Linked DNA regions of Acanthopagrus latus: region 1 is linked to region 2. The links are chromatin contacts, called in public Hi-C maps. All regions are on one chromosome and are shown on one strand. The core of a region is the stretch at or near the end of the contact, and the rest is flanking DNA. Distances in the headings are between cores, read along the strand shown.

The links. Hi-C and Micro-C count contacts between places; a contact is called where the count stands out from the background.
Region 1: a contact with region 2 is called in a Hi-C map of muscle, with 5 times the contacts expected there. The contact joins the promoter of LOC119027796 here to the promoter of hacd4 in region 2. A contact is called at or near these places in 2 of 4 Hi-C or Micro-C datasets (liver and muscle).

Annotation. Positions count from the first base shown.
Region 1 is chr10:12,342,893-12,346,162 of fAcaLat1.1, forward strand. It overlaps LOC119027796 (histone H2A.Z), which reads right to left and starts at 1,969. Exons shown (of 5, transcript XM_037113247.1): 1 at 1,813-1,969; 2 at 1,427-1,504; 3 at 1,150-1,263; 4 at 919-1,048; 5 at 340-648. The coding sequence starts at 1,815. The coding sequence ends at 587.
Region 2 is chr10:12,212,995-12,216,616 of fAcaLat1.1, forward strand. It overlaps hacd4 (very-long-chain (3R)-3-hydroxyacyl-CoA dehydratase 4), which reads left to right and starts at 1,364. Exons shown (of 7, transcript XM_037112403.1): 1 at 1,364-1,615; 2 at 2,255-2,361; 3 at 2,825-2,952; 4 at 3,081-3,190. The coding sequence starts at 1,548.

The DNA.
Region 1 (3,270 bases), core at 719-3,218, 130 kb after region 2:
CTGCCTTCATGCAATAAGCCAGTCATACACAATGTGCAAAAATGTTCTGACAGTACCAGTTCAGTTTTATTCAGCAATCCAAAAATTACTACAGGGTCCTCCCCAGTGTGTCAGTCCAGTAAACTCAAACATGCTTTGCAAGTCATGCAACTACATGAGACTGAAACTGATGGCTTACTGAAGCTGCTTTTAAGCATGCCACAACTCTTTCCACATGCAGACTGTGGCTGTCCTTGGCTTTTTAGTGACAACAAAATCCAAATCACAGTTGCATCACCTACACCGGAGAAACTGGATATCTAGTGCGGAACAGAAACAAGCCCATGATGAAGCAAGAACTGAAAGAAGAAACTGCAAATGCCCATTGAGAGCTTTATTAAAACACCACTTTGAACATGGGAACGCCACAAAAGCAAGTTTCAACACAAAAACCGCAGCACCAGAAAAATAAGGAAAAACACAAGAAATGAGCTTCTCTGAAGCCACTTTTAAAAAATACCCCAGGTGAGTAACTGCAAGCTCAATACAAAGGTGTTCTAATCTAAGACATTTAACCACATGATGCAGACTTCCAGAGCACTTCAGGTTATACAGTCTTCTGCTGGCCCTTCTTTCCAATCAGAGACTTGTGGATGTGCGGGATCACACCTGGGAAAAAACAAAACATAACAATGGTTGAGCCATTAATGGCCTCGAAGTCGAGCAGACACACAAGTTGAATGATTTGATGTAAAATTAAATTATCTGGAATGGAAAGGGAATTTCCCACCATTCCTCTTTTTCTATTAACAAAAAAACATTGTGTTAATTGATTAGGGAAAAAAGTCCATTTAAAATGTCAAGCTGATCAAAGATCAAGGCCAAACAACAACAACACTCACTTCTAAAATGCTAAAAGGGTGAAAAGTGTTCCCTTACCTCCTCCAGCAATAGTGGCTTTGATAAGTGAATCCAGCTCTTCATCTCCTCTAATGGCCAGCTGCAAGTGGCGTGGAGTAATACGTTTCACTTTAAGATCCTTTGATGCGTTTCCTGCCAGCTCCAGAACCTGCGAAAAAAAAAAGCCCAGCTTTAGATAGTTACAGACCGAGGTGACAGCAGCTCTGCAGGGCCGATGTGTGGATGAGGTGCAAGATAGAAGGACGTTACCTCGGCCGTGAGGTATTCAAGAATAGCCGCGCTGTACACCGCTGCAGTGGCTCCCACTCTGCCGTGGCTGGTGGTTCTGGACTTAAGGTGTCTGTGAATACGACCCACTGGGAACTGCAGCAATAAAACACGACGGGTTTTAGCGCAGACAAATAAATGGCTCAGTGGCCTGACAGTGAGAGACAGCCACCAGCTGGGTAACCTCTGCGACGTCTGATTGTCAACGTTAGCTTGTGTTAGCACGGTCGAGGAAATGAATGAGTTTCAGTGGACAAACCTGCAGTCCGGCTCTCTGCGAGCGCGAAATAGCTTTCGTCTTGGTCTTCCCGGAGTCTTTACCTGCCTTACCACCAGCCTGGAAAAACGCGGAAAATGTTCAGTTTACAGCCACAAAATCCAGTATTCCTGTGAGGTAACAGTGACTACGAGTGGCCAGTTTTACCGCCCTCTTAGCAGTCTGTGGCCACACTATTGCTTCCTTAATGCAACCAATAACGGCAACTCAGCTAGCCCGCTAAGCTACTACAACAGCTAACGCTAGCGGCTACCAGTTAGCTATCCACCGAAATGAACCGGCGGCTATTGAACATTTATTGCCAGAAAACCACCAGCAAAGACAGCTTATCGTTCAGATAGGTCGCAAAGACGACTTAAAATACTTACCATATTTAAAATGTACAAATAATTTCTGCCGCTGTGGCACAATATCTAGGTTTTTCTTATCGACAACCGATTGTTGGTTTGAACTACAACCCCCCGCCTCCGATAGTACCTTATATAAAGCCAATCTTTATCCGGGTAACTAAAGGGAGACAACCAGCCAATCATATTTCGCTATGCGTTTCCTGCCGCGGCGTTCAGCCAATGAACAAGAACACACCTCACTTTGCGGGAAAGATGGTACATTTCCAAAGTAATGATGGGTAATGTAGTTCTAAGATTTAGGCAGTCTATTCCCATTGTGTGTTTCATTTTCAAGGGAACAAGTTAGTATTAATACAGAAAACATTTTTCTTTCAGAGGTTGTCTAGTCAGTCTTGAGACCAAAGAAAATACACTGAGTCTGACATCATATATCAACTTGCCTCATCGAGTCAAGGCAAAATTTGTTCGGACAAACTTTATCGTTGTATGAACAGGAAAAACGCTCACTGATATAATATTCATGACAGTCGCCCCTGAACATATGGTCCATTTCATACACAACATTCTGTCCAATAATGAAAATACAATCTAAAAAAGCTACACAAGAGGAAAGCAACAACTCCGCAAAATCAGCAGCAGTAGGCTAACTCTTTTGCAAAAGTAGCTATCTTTATATATATATATATAATTAAAATCAACATTCTTTGCAATGCATTTGACAAACATGTGTTTTAGTGAAAACGTAACATCATAATTTGTTGCTGTCACAATGTGGTTTACAGTAACAGGTTATTCTCGTGATGTAGTTTCATACATGGCCACATGAGGGCAGTAAGTGCTTATGATTTTAATGCATTCCCAGAACAGCCATCAACTCCTGCCCACTTCACTGTACTAACTATACTATACAAGTTAAAGAGGCAGATGTCATGTCAAGTTGTAGATTCAGACACTGTCACAAATCTGGTTTAATTAAAGATGCAGCGTGTAGGATTTAATATAAAGAGTCTGTAGTGTTTACAATAAAGGCCCCTTATCGGTGTGCCCATGACCAGTCTTTGCAATTTTGCACCTGAATAAAAAAGTCAGATGAACAATGATCCTCTTGTTGTAAAGCCAAACAATCTATTCTTATTTCCAGAGCTGCAGGGCTGGACTATCACTTCCTCTGACCCTTTGGGGGGCCCCTGATAAACTCCAACGTTGCAAAGAGCTGTGTAGTTTACAGTTGGAATGCTCCTTTAATAGAAACTCTGCACTTTCTTCATCTATTGCTTCCACTACAACTGGATTGTTTTGTTTATATTATTCTTTTTTCATCAGTGAATGAATGGAAATCTAATTATGCTGATTTTGGTACATGCGAAATGCCTGGTCTTTGTTTTCCAGCCTACCAGGGACCCCACTATTTGAGCCATCATTTGATCTAACATTTGAATGTCAGCTTTTAATGGAGGACTGATGTTATATGAGATC
Region 2 (3,622 bases), core at 114-2,613:
CCTTTAAAGGACCTAGTAAGCCAAGCGAACACGCAAACTGGAATGTCAAAATGACAGTTTGTGGTTTCAGAGGGAGGTAAATGCTGGAATGCTTGTTGGGGAACCACAGTCAGGTGCAGCTTCCTGGAGTTACCACAGTGCTGCAGCAGCACATTCGCACAAGAAAAAAGAAGAAAGTAGGAAGAAAGTCTGGAGCAACAGTTTACAAACTCCTCACTGAGTTTTATGAGCGTCACTAAAATCATGCTGTATTCTAACTGAACTGCTTCTGCGCTGTTGTGTGTCTCATTCAGTCTGGATGTTTATGCTGAATGTGTTATCTGCAGAGGGAATTCATTATTTCCACCACTAGAGAGCAGTGCATACCATTTTATGGAGAGCAACATCTGCAGTGGTGGAATGTAACTGAGTAGATTTACTCCAGAGCAATTTTGAGATACTTGTATTTCCAATTTCTGCTCCTTTAACACTTCCACTCCATTTAGGTAAATGTCATACCTTTGACTCTACTACATTATTTGATAATTTTACAATTTTCTTCAAATGCACAGAGTCAAACCAACAATGAGCTGATCTTATCAACAAGCACTTTGTGTATCAGCACCTGCTTAGCTTCATCCTCTGTTCCACATAGATCTACTGTTGTCCAAACCCGTTTCAACATTATAAGTGTGATGCCACTGTACATTTTTAAAGAGACCTCGGGTATCTCCAGCCGTTTTTGTTGCTGCTAAAATGCATATTTTATGTCAGACACAATGTTTTCAGAACCAGGTGGTTTTTATGGGTGAACCCTAACTGGAGCATAAGCACTCTGTTAGAAAAAAATCAGTAAATTCGACCGAAAGAAAACTTGAAACATCAGGAAATGTAAAGTTTAAAATATCCATGATTTATTGTAATGTTCATTGCCAGTGTTTTGTTCTGGCAATAAACACCAAATAAATCTTAACCCGCTGCTGAAAATAGTCCCAGTGTTGTTGCTTTGCTATTTTCATGGGATTTGATGACAAAATGTAGAATATCATCATTTTTTTTTTTTTAGAATAAACAAGCTTGTTGTTGTCCTGATTTTAATGTTAATAAGATTTCAAAGCTGTTTTGTGAGTGTTAGTGTCAGTGTTATAGCTTATAGCTTGTGTGTGTGTGTGTGTGTGTGTGTGTGTGTGTGTGTGTGTGTGTGTGTGTGTGTGTGTGTGTGTGTGTGTGTGTGTGTGTGTGTGTGTGTGTGTGTGTGTGGCTCATTGTTCTCCTGCTGCTCCTCTCTCTCCTGAGTCTGCGTCTATAGTTTTTCACTTTTTCCTTCAGGGGGCTGGGACTATCTGACGTCACACTCACAGTAAGAATGGTAAGAATCAGCTTGAGGAAGCAGAAGGAAACCCTCATATTGCTTCATTTTTCTCTGCCTCCGCTTGTGAAGGACGATGAAGTAAGAGGCGGGGTTTTTTTTTGTTTTTTTTTTCCAGTTTACTGGGAGAAAAACTGCTTCAAGGAGCCACAAACTGCACCTGGAGAATAATGATTCTCCTCAAAGTCAGACAGGGATTATGAGCAGCTCATTTTTTTTGTACCTGCAACACAAGGACCAGAAGGAGACTTCATGGGGAGAATGTGAGTGAGTGTTGTGGGAATCGGACAGCGGTGTTCTCGCGGTGGGAGGAATGTTCTGTATCTGCAGGGTGTGTTGAGGAATGTCAGGCTGATCACAGACAGAGCTTCTTTTACTGTCAACTCTCTAAGATTAACTCCTGTAAACAGGGATTAGTTCTTATTTTGAAGGTTTTATATCCAGCATGAGCCCACAGATCATATGCAAAGAGTTTAAAACTACCTGGGGAGGATTTTTCTGTCTGCAGTCAGCCATTCCATTCTTCTATCTGTGCTGATGCCGTGTGCAATGACGGGTTATTTTCCTCTGTGTTAGGAAAGATTCAGGAAATCTTTACCATAACCTTTTTTATACATTGTAAATTTCTTGCTAATTAAACTTTAACGACGCCTTGTCGTTTGGTGTGTAAGAATGGATTTGGCACAGCTGCTCCGGTGTTGTTAGCGCCGCTGGTTCAGGCATGTGCGAGCTGACCAATCAGAGCAGACTGGGCAGGTCTTCAAGAGGCAGGAGCTAAGATAGAGGGTGAATACAGAGCTGCAGCACTGGACAGGATGAGAAAACAATTGTGTTTTTTGAACATTAAAGCCTGTAAACCTGAAACCAAAAATGAAACCTTTTTTTTTTTTTTTTTTTCTCTTACAGGCTCAGCTTCAGGCTCGCCTATATTTTCTCTTACAACCTGTTCCAGTTCTGTGGACACACGTGGATACTGGCCAACAGCATAGCCAGGTTCCTCACATTTGGTCGAGGTAAGATTTGCCAACACAGAACATTCAGCACCAGCAGAAGACACAAGGATGCATATGTACAACACTAGAAGCTTTTTAAGCTCGGTATGAGAGGCCCATTTTAAGGAACACTTCACCCTAAAAAGAACATTTTGTCATTGTCGTGGTCTGTCCGGAGACTTGGATTACAGCATGTGGAGCCAAATAGTTGTTTTTTCCATTTTAAATAAAGTCCCCAGCCACTTCAGTCGTTTAAGAGGATGCTGCAACGTTGTTTTGCTGTAAAGCTCCGGAAATGTTTTGTGGACTGCGAAACTCCCCCCTACCGACTTTCCTTCAGCATGCGGAGAGGAGATGATTTTCATTTTAGGTTGAACTGTTCCTTTAAATCATGATTGATTTTAGCTCAGAAGGACAGGACCACGATAAGTCTCTACCAGTCGGCACAAGTTCGCGTGATTAAGTATGATTTTTCACTTTGCAGATGCCTTAGCGGACACATTTTACTCCGTCGGCTTTGTGATGAGTCTGTGCCAGCTGCTCTCCATCTTGGAGCTCTTCCACATCGCAGACAGGATTGAGAAAGCCAGACTCCTTCCTCGCTTCATCCAAGTGTGTAGCACAGCTCCACCTCTGACTGGAATTCAGTAATTAATCATGCGGATCCTGTACAATGTATGAAATATGTAATCAAGAGCTCTTTAGCCTTGGTGAACAGTGCATGTTCTCTTGTTCTTCAGGTTCTGGAGAAGAACCTGCTGCTGATCATGATCATCATGCTGGAGGAGATCCAGAGTAAACCAGTCGTGTGTGCTCAGTTCTTCTTGTGGAACGTAATGGACCTCCTACGGTATTTCACCAATATTAAATCAATACTGTATGGCTTGTTTTTGCCTCACTGGCAGTGGGGCCAAGGGATAACAGCACAAGTCAGTCGAGGTGTCTGTTATCTGTTAGTGTGGTCTAACCCTGACATTTACTGCTGTGAATATTCATGATCCTCAGATGATAAATCTACGTAGTTAAGACTTCCTAGCTGGCCCCATCAGATTAAAGATATAACAGGCAACATTTCCTGGTTAAAATGTCCTAAAATCGACGAGATCTTTCTTACGGACCCCGACTGATGTATCAATTGGCTGATATCATCGGCCGATGTGTCCTTATCAGCAACTCTTTTTGTTCAAGATAATGCAGATAAACAAACTGCCCTGCCCCCCTCACATGTCTTTTTTCTTCACAGGTGTTTTGATAATCACATTTGAGGGGTCATTGCTATGAA